Regions from separate parts of the Mus musculus genome. Here regions 1 and 3 are each linked to region 2. Evidence: chromatin contacts called from public HiChIP or PLAC-seq and promoter capture Hi-C data. All regions are on one chromosome and are shown on one strand. Each heading gives the region's core, a stretch centred on a gene start, on an enhancer-like site or on the middle of the called end of the contact. The rest is flanking DNA. Distances are from core to core; before and after follow the strand shown.

The links. HiChIP or PLAC-seq counts read pairs in DNA pulled down with a chosen protein or histone mark. Capture Hi-C pulls out chosen DNA fragments and counts their contacts.
Region 1: a promoter capture Hi-C map of liver shows a contact between it and region 2. The contact joins the promoter of Cldn7 here to the promoter of Tnfsf12 in region 2. A contact is called at or near these places in 9 of 39 promoter capture datasets (the C10 cell line, HPC-7-derived erythroid cells, cranial neural crest and 6 more), 2 of 484 Hi-C or Micro-C datasets (the G1E-ER4 cell line and bone marrow-derived macrophages), 9 of 115 datasets of contacts at active chromatin or transcription factors (bone marrow-derived macrophages, craniofacial prominence, embryonic basal ganglia and 6 more) and 3 of 9 other capture datasets (adipose tissue, liver and pancreatic islet).
Region 3: a contact with region 2 is called in a FOXA1 HiChIP or PLAC-seq map of pancreatic cancer cells. The contact joins the promoter of Cntrob here to the promoter of Tnfsf12 in region 2. A contact is called at or near these places in 1 of 39 promoter capture datasets (cranial neural crest) and 1 of 115 datasets of contacts at active chromatin or transcription factors (pancreatic cancer cells).

What each region holds. Positions count from the first base shown.
Region 1 is chr11:69,964,041-69,966,755 of GRCm38.p6, reverse strand. It overlaps Cldn7 (claudin 7), which reads right to left and starts at 1,335. Exons shown (of 4, transcript NM_016887.6): 1 at 607-1,335. The coding sequence starts at 829.
Region 2 is chr11:69,694,699-69,697,398 of GRCm38.p6, reverse strand. It overlaps Tnfsf12 (tumor necrosis factor (ligand) superfamily, member 12), which reads left to right and starts at 1,301. Exons shown (of 7, transcript NM_011614.3): 1 at 1,301-1,803; 2 at 1,958-2,005; 3 at 2,574-2,649. The coding sequence starts at 1,645. It overlaps Tnfsfm13 (tumor necrosis factor (ligand) superfamily, membrane-bound member 13), which reads left to right and starts at 1,301. Exons shown (of 13, transcript NM_001159503.2): 1 at 1,301-1,803; 2 at 1,958-2,005; 3 at 2,574-2,649. The coding sequence starts at 1,645.
Region 3 is chr11:69,322,539-69,325,238 of GRCm38.p6, reverse strand. Cntrob (centrobin, centrosomal BRCA2 interacting protein) reads left to right here and starts at 1,366. Exons shown (of 19, transcript NM_172560.3): 1 at 1,366-2,549. The coding sequence starts at 2,277. It overlaps Trappc1 (trafficking protein particle complex 1), which reads right to left and starts at 1,253. Exons shown (of 5, transcript NM_001024206.2): 1 at 1,173-1,253; 2 at 983-1,081; 3 at 774-844; 4 at 277-415. The coding sequence starts at 1,081.

The DNA of each region.
Region 1 (2,715 bases), core at 86-2,585, 270 kb before region 2:
CACCAAGTCCTTTCCGCTCCCCGCCCCGCCCTGCGCTCCAGAACCCGCCCGGGGCGCCAAGGTTTCGATGAAACCGTTCCAGGTAGGGGGGAAGGGAGAAAGGGGGCGAAAGAGAAGTGCAGGTGGCGGCTAAGGCCCTCGCTCCAGCCACACCAGCCGGCGCGTGTCCTAGCTTTGGCCCCGCTATCGAGGCCACCGAGTTTGTGGCTTCAGCTAATCGGCCGATAAGATTAGAGGCCACAAGTACGGTCCCACGTCTAACGAGGGCACGATTCCGCGGCCCTGAGAACCTCCGTCCCTCTTCTCCTTTTGTCCAGAGAAAGAAGCAGGGGAAGAGAGAGACCACTGACTGCCAGGGGTTGGGGGGTGCTTCGCCCAGGAAACCCCCCCAAAAAAAATCTGGGCAGAGGGGCGTGGACCCACGTGGGACACCCAGATCAGATCCCAGGCACGCTCTCTCTCTGTCCCACCGACTGAGCCCAAGGCGTCCACTTCCTCCTCCCTGGCAACCCCGGGCGCCGGGCAGTGCGGCCTGGGCCCTGCCCCACACCCAACCCGGCCACCTTGACCCTGGGCACGTCCGCCCCGTCGGTCCCACGGCCTTACCCGGCAGGGCGAGCACCGAGTCGTACATTTTGCAGCTCATCATGCCGGTGCTCTGCGTGACGCACTCCATCCAGAGCCCCTTGTACATGGCCTGGGCTGTGATGATGTTGTCGCCCGCATAGGAGCTCATCTGCCACTGAGGGATGGCAGTGCTCGCTATCAGGCCCACCCAGCCAAGCATGGCCATTGAAAAGCCCAGCAGTTGCAGGCCCGAGTTGGCCATTTCCTTGTCTCAGAAAAGACGGGACGCGCCGGGAGGGCGACCCTACAGTAAAGCAAAAAAACAAAAAAACAAAAATCCGGGGAGCAGCAACACAAGAAAATTTGGATAGAGATTTAAGTCACCCAAAGGAGAAAAAGATTTTTTTTTGGACCGGGTAACTACAAATCTTGTTAACCGAGGTAAACACAAATCGTCCCCTCCGGTGAAGCGACACTCTCACAGCAGAGGGAACCGGCTTCGCCCGAAGGACTGGTTCCAGACAAAAGCGGTCCCCGAAGGCCGGGCGGTTCCTACCGGCGTGCTCCGAGACTACCCAAAGAAGTGGAGGGGCCGTTAGGGCGTGGCCCCCAGAAAGTATGCGGGCCCTTGGGCCCCAGGCTGCGGTGCGCGGCACAGGGAGCTGGCGGTGCGGCGGCAGGTGCGGGCGAGCAGGTGCGGCGCACCTGAGTATATATATGCAGGACGTCGGGGACGCGCCCCCGCAGGCACCCGGAGCGCTGCAACTTGGGCGGGACCAGAGGGGCAGTCGAGTGACCTGACGTCACTGAAGGGACACTCACCTGAACCGGAAGTCTTGGCCCCTACCCCCTCCTCGTCCAGGTGAAGAGGAAGAAACCTGAGCTCCAGGGTCACGCCCCTTCATTTGCCTGGCTCTAACCGTTGATGGGAAATAGGCGACGGCTTCTCAGAAGTCCCTGGGGTCGGAGTCTGCCCTGCAGACTCCAAGTGGCCCCTTCCTCTCCTTTCCATACAGGTGCGCCTGGGTCGCTGCGGAGCCAGTACCCTCAGACGCCCCTGGAAAGGCTCCTCGCCATCCTTCCCCTGCAGGTTTCGGCGCGTGCCACTTGTCCAGCCCGACTTTCGTCTCCACTCTCAGCTCTTTTTTTCTTTAGTCTCCTACCAAGGCCTGTCTCATCATCAGGGGCCCTAACCCATTACGGTAAAATCACCCGTGCTGCATGCACCCTTCTAGGAATTTCTACTCTCAGACAGTCTAGCAACCTACCGCTTCACCGCTCAAGCCCTCCACAAGACACGGCTCTCCGACAGTCCTCCCACAGGCCTGGTCCCAGGACCAGGTAGGTACAGGACTTAGCACCTGAGCCTGTCAGTGTCTCCTCCAACATAGAGGCTCCTTCTACCCGAAGGAGTTTTCCGAGGGTGGGGAGAAGGGTAAGACCTAGGTCAGAGAGTCTGACACGACACGCCCAACATTCCCCTCCCCAGGTTGTCATTTCTGGTTTACCTTCATTTTCCTCACTTCCTTCTCCATCCACACACTTTCTCTTTCCTTCATTCTGAGCTTCCGGGGACCTGTTTGTGTGCCCTTTCGGTGCCCTCCGACCCACTCTAGCATCTTAATTCATCCCTTAGAAAGTCTAGCTTAAGGCTGGGGAGATGGCTCAGGGGTTAAGAGCACTGACTGCTCTTCCAAAGGTCCTGAGTTCAAGTCCCAGTAAACACATGGTGGCTCACAACCATCCATAATGAGATCTTGACACCCTCTTCTGGTGTGTCTGAAGACAGCTACAGTGTATTTAAATATAATAATAAAATCTTAAAAAAAAAAATAGAAAGCCTAGCTCAGCCTCCACTCCTTCCAGCTTTCCCAGAACTTTGACCATCCTTCCTCCCAGCTTGGCTTCTAAGGTTCTCATTTATCTTTCCCCTTTTCCTGCCTTCTGCATTTTTATTCACCCCCCCCAACACACACACACACACACACACACACACACACACACACACACACACTTCCAGACTAAGGTTGCTCCCTCCAGACCCTTGGAGCCCAGTAGCCCAGTGTGTCCATCACTGCCCCCCTGAACTCTTTCTAGTTCTTTCTTCCAGTCTACCTCTCCTACAACCTCCTTCCACCTCTCAGACCT
Region 2 (2,700 bases), core at 52-2,551:
GTTTCTCTGTGTAGCCCTGGCTGTCCTAGAACACACTGTATAGAACAGGCTGGCCTCAAACTCAGAAATTCGCCTGCCTCTGTTTCCCAAGTGCTTTCCCACCTTTTATTACCCCACACCCTGTGTCTCACCTCCTATCATTAGATAGAAGAAAAAGGACAGCCGGGCCTGGTGGCACACACCTTTAATCCCAGCACTGGGGAGGCAGAGGCAGGTGGATTTCTGAGTTGAGGCCTGGTCTACAGAGTGAGTTCCAGGACAGCCAGGGCTATACAGAGAAACCCAGTCTTGAAAGAACAAAAAGCAAAACAAAACAAAACAAAAAACTCTCCTCAGGGCTGGGCAGTAGTGGCACACACCTTTAATCCTAGCACTCAGGAGGCAAAGACAGGTGGATTTCTGAGTTCAAGGGCAGCCTGGTCTACAAAGTGAATTCCAGGATAGCCAGGGCTACATAGAGAAACCCTGTCTTGAGAAAAACAAAAAACAAACAAAAACCACAAAACCAAACAACCAAACAACAACAAAAACAAAATTTCAGAATTGTCACCACACCATCTCCCCTAAAACAAGGGGCAGAGCTAGTGAGGCAGCTGTCTCTGGCCTCCTGCTCAGATAGCTGCACACTGTACACATAAACAACTTTACAAACTATCTTTTTTTTTTTTAAAGATTTATTTATTTATATGTAAGTACACTGTAGCTGTCTTCAGACACTCCAGAAGAGATCTCGTTATGGTCGTTATGGATGGTTGTGAGCCACCATGTGGTTGCTGGGATTTGAACTCCTGACCTTCAGAAGAGCAGTCAGGTGCTCTTACCCACTGAGCCATCTCACCAGCCCACAAACTATCTTTTAAAAACATATTCTTTATTGCAGAGGTGGTGATCCATGCCTCCAGGGTGCATTAATCCCAGCACTCAGGAGGCAGAGGCAGGGGGATCTTTCTGAGTTCGAGGCCAGCCTGGTCTACAGAGTGAGTTCCAGGACAGCCAGGGCTACACAGAGAAACCCTGTCTTCAAAAACCAAAAAAACCAAAAAAACAAAAAAACACCCAAAACCAAACAAAAAGAACAACAACAACAAAACCCAAACCAGGATGAGCTGAAAAAATAACCTATGCTGGGAAGGAGGTAATTAGCAGACTTGAAACAAGTTGGGGGGAATTCTGGAAGAGGGAATCTCAACTCAGAAACTGAGTCCATCAGATTGGCCTATAGGCAAGCCCTTTGGGGGCATTTTCATGATTAATGATTGCCGTGGGAGGGCTCAACATACTGGGGCGGTGCTGAGTTCCTGGGGCCAGGGCCCGCGTCCCATCCCTGGCACACTGGCCTGGGTGGGTGCCTGTCCACTTCTGCTTTCACTGGCCCTCAGAGTTCTTGGTCTGGAGTGCCACTGCGGTCGCCTGCCTGCACGCGCCCGGGCGCAGGACGTCTCTTACTTCTTGCACAGCACTCCGGGGAGGTTGGAGTTTAATCACACAAACAGTGTCCGGCTTCCTGTCCTCATCCGCCCCCCCTCCGGCCCGCTTCCCTGGTCCCTCCCTCTCCCCTGGCCCGATCCGCCCACCAGCTCCCCCTCCCCATCCCTCGGGTCCCGGGATGGGGGGGCGGTGAGGCAGGCACAGCCCCCCGCCCCCATGGCCGCCCGTCGGAGCCAGAGGCGGAGGGGGCGCCGGGGGGAGCCGGGCACCGCCCTGCTGGCCCCGCTGGTGCTGAGCCTGGGCCTGGCGCTGGCCTGCCTTGGCCTCCTGCTGGTCGTGGTCAGCCTGGGGAGCTGGGCAACGCTGTCTGCCCAGGTGAGGCCCTCAGCATACCCCTTTCTGGGTATCTTAGGAGCAGAAAGTGCAGAGAAGCAGATGGGGGCCGGGTGGGCAGAGGGCCAGGGGATCGGAGAAGGGGTGGAGGATGAGATGTCAGAAGGACAGGGTGACGCTGCCTCCTTCCCAGCAGGAGCCTTCTCAGGAGGAGCTGACAGCAGAGGACCGCCGGGAGCCCCCTGTGAGTAGGTGTGGATGCTGCGTTCGGGATGCCAGCATGGAAAATGTGTCTAAACTGAGCGTTGGCTTGCTGTGACAGTTGTGTGAGGTGTGTGCAGGGAGACTCCAGCTGGCACTAGTTTAAGACTGAGTGTGCGGAGTGAACCAGCCCACGTGGGTATGTCGGTGTGTACAAGAGGGTGATCTGGATATAAGGGGGCAACTTTACCAAGGTGAGAGTTGTGCTGCCCGAGTGGAAAGTGCTGATTGGCTGTGACGTCTGAACCAGATACCAGAGAATGATAATGTATCACCTATGCATACATGCTGTCTGTCTCTGCCCCACCTTCCTGAGATCCTGTGCAGGTGTGTGTGTGTGCGTGTGCGTGTGCGTGTGCGTGTGCGTGTGCGTGTGTGTGTGTGTGAGTAGACTGCAGGTTGTTGATTGGGGCTGAGCCTCACTCTCCAGTTTGGCCAACCCCTAACCTCCCAGGTTTTGTGTCTGTTACTGGCTGATGGTTCTTCTGACAGGCTCTTTGCTTGTTTGTCTCTGGGAGGTCCTGTTTGAACCCTGCCCTTAATTCCTCTAGGAACTGAATCCCCAGACAGAGGAAAGCCAGGATGTGGTACCTTTCTTGGAACAACTAGTCCGGCCTCGAAGAAGTGGTGAGCATCTGTCCCTATGTCCCAGTCTCAGTAACAAGATTCTTTGGTTCA
Region 3 (2,700 bases), core at 117-2,616, 370 kb after region 2:
TTCTCCAGAGGATCTGTCCTCCACAGACACTTGTGCTCATGTGCACACATACCCTCTACACAATACATATAATTAAAATAAGAAATACATCATTTATAAAAAAAAAACCCAAAAACCTGCACAAGCTCTCCCTTAGAGAAGCTATTACTGTTTAAGGAGCTAAAGGCTCTGGAGAAAACTGAGTTCAACAGGGATGTGATACAGAAGGATAAGGGCAGAAAACCCGAGGGACTCCTAGGGCTCTAGGAGGAAAAGGGTTCCTCTACTGACACTGACCGCACTGTAGATATGGTGTAGAACATCTCGGATAGGGCCCACGCCCAAGTCAGTATTCATGACAACCTTGATTCCAGTGGGAGTCTCGTAGTAATGGAGTTTGTAACGGCTAGTTTGGAAAGACAGAAAGCCATCCTTCCTGCAGAAATGAGTATTCAGACAGGAGTGAAATCACTCCCAAAGAAATATTTGTGATGCCCTCAAGGTCAACTCCTTCCTATTCATATAGATAGTTTGTAGCAGGTTCATTGAGTAAAAACACCTCCGGTCATCCCCACCCCCGATGTAATTGCAACTGCCTTCACTCTCTCCCCACTTTCAGACCATTCCTGTATCCGCTCCTGCCAGCTTCAAGATTCTCGATCCAGATTCAGCCTCTCTAAAACACACCCTCCCCTCTTTGGGGCCACACGCCACTTCCATTCCAAAACAATATCTCCTGTTCCCAAGGCTGGCTAGCTAGCCCTCCCTTCAACACCCCTCTAAAACCACCGTACATGTCTAGCGGGGACATCTTGCTGACAAACGAACGAATGGAGAAGAGCATTCCATACATCAGCTTGTACTCCTGGAGGGAGAGGTGGTAGAATTAGATCTCGGTTATGGAGGGGGGACAGGATGGGAATAGGAAGGACTTGGGATTTGGAGGAAGAGGACTGGACTGGGACTATGTGCATTTGGGGATTCGCTGGGACCCTCCGATCACCTCTTCCTTAGGGATCCCTGCTTGCTTCTTGCGGTGCCACTCGCTGTAGTGTAGACACACTCCATTCCGGTCAAAAAGGTACAGATTGTGGACAGTCATCTGCAAGATAAAGAGCCTCGCTCAGTGGCTGGTACCCAACTCTCTAGAACCTGATTCTTCAGCCAGGTGGGAACCCCACCCCCGGACTCACCGGAATTGCTCTGAAAGAGGGTGACAAGCTACTTCCGGTTTATAAAGCCCAGCTGGGTCGTAAGCGGCAACCTCAAGAACCCTTAACTCCGCCCCGATAGTCTTACTAGACTCCGCCTCCCTCCTGAAGCCAATCCGTGGTCGCCGATGCCGCGCGCATGCGTGCCCACGTTCCCGGGCCTCTGAAGCCCAGTGATGTGCGGGGAGCTTGGTCTCGCGGGCGGGTGACGTAATTCGGTTGGAGGCGGGATTGCAAGCGGTGGGCGGGAGGCTGCCAACGGTTTTGCAAGCTAGTGTCGCGCTAGGGAGGTTGGCCTTTGGTCTTTCTCTGTGGAGGTTATGGGGCTTGGGGGACAGTCCTCCTCATCTTGGGAAACCAGGGCCGACATGCTCAGAGTAGTCGGAGCCAGGTGGTTGCGGTAGAGAATACCAGGCGGCTGGTTGCCGGGTGTATGTCTGTGCGCGCGCGCGCCCCTTTTATTGAGATTTCTTAGGGTGGGATAGGGAGGAATTCTATGGACCTCTGCTGTGGCTTTTTTTTTATCAGGAAGGATTAGAGGGGAAATCCGAGGAAGTCGACTCTGGGTGGGACAGGTGAAGAAAGGGCGAAACGGGGGTGTTGTGGCATTGAAGTCTTGCCTCTTTCTTCACTAAAACCAATTGGGGGACATACATTGGGCCAGCTTTGGTTTGAGGTCTGTTTCAGTTTGCACATTTTGAGTGTGGGGAAAAAAAAAAGCTAACCATGGTTAACCCGTGCCGAAACTGATTTGCAATTTCCAGGACCCTAGTTAGGAGGAAGGAACTGCAGCGGTTCTGTCTCCCTGCATGCAGGTCTTCTGACCATTCCCCTGACTTTCTGCCTTGCACATCCGCTTTTAACCGTTCCCAGGAGTTGGGAGAAAGAATGTGTTTGCCCTCTCCATGGTCTCTGGAGTCAGTGGACACTCCTCTAACCAGAAAGCTCATTTGTTGAGGACCCAAAGTGTCTTCCTCCCTTCCAAATCTTTCTTCTTTGTGAACTTATCCACAAGTTTGGACCCCTCTCAGAACTGAGGCAGGAGTTCCCAGTCCCCTGCTGAGTCCAGTTGTCTCTTCACTGTACATGGCGACAGCAGCCCCCAGTCCCAGTTCTCCTCTCCGACCTGAGGACCTCCTGAGCGATTCGTCAGAGCCTCCTGGGTTGAACCAGGTGTCCTCCGAGGTGACCTCCCAACTGTATACTTCTTTGCATCTCAGCCGCCAAGCTGAGGCCACGGCCCGGGCCCAGCTGTATCTAGCTCCCACCTCCTCACCTCCTAACGAGGGCTTAGACAGCTTGGCTCAAGAACTGAGTCGCAGCTTGTCCGTTGGATTGGAAAACAACTTGAAGAAAAAGGTGAGAGAGGTGCGTCTTGGAGATCTCTCGGGTGTTAGAAAGCATTAGGTTCCTGGGCTTTCAGGTTAGCTTTGCTGTGGCTTGCGTCTATTAATTAGATTTAAACGATCTCCTCCAAGCACACAGGGCTTTCATGCTTTTTTCTCACAGA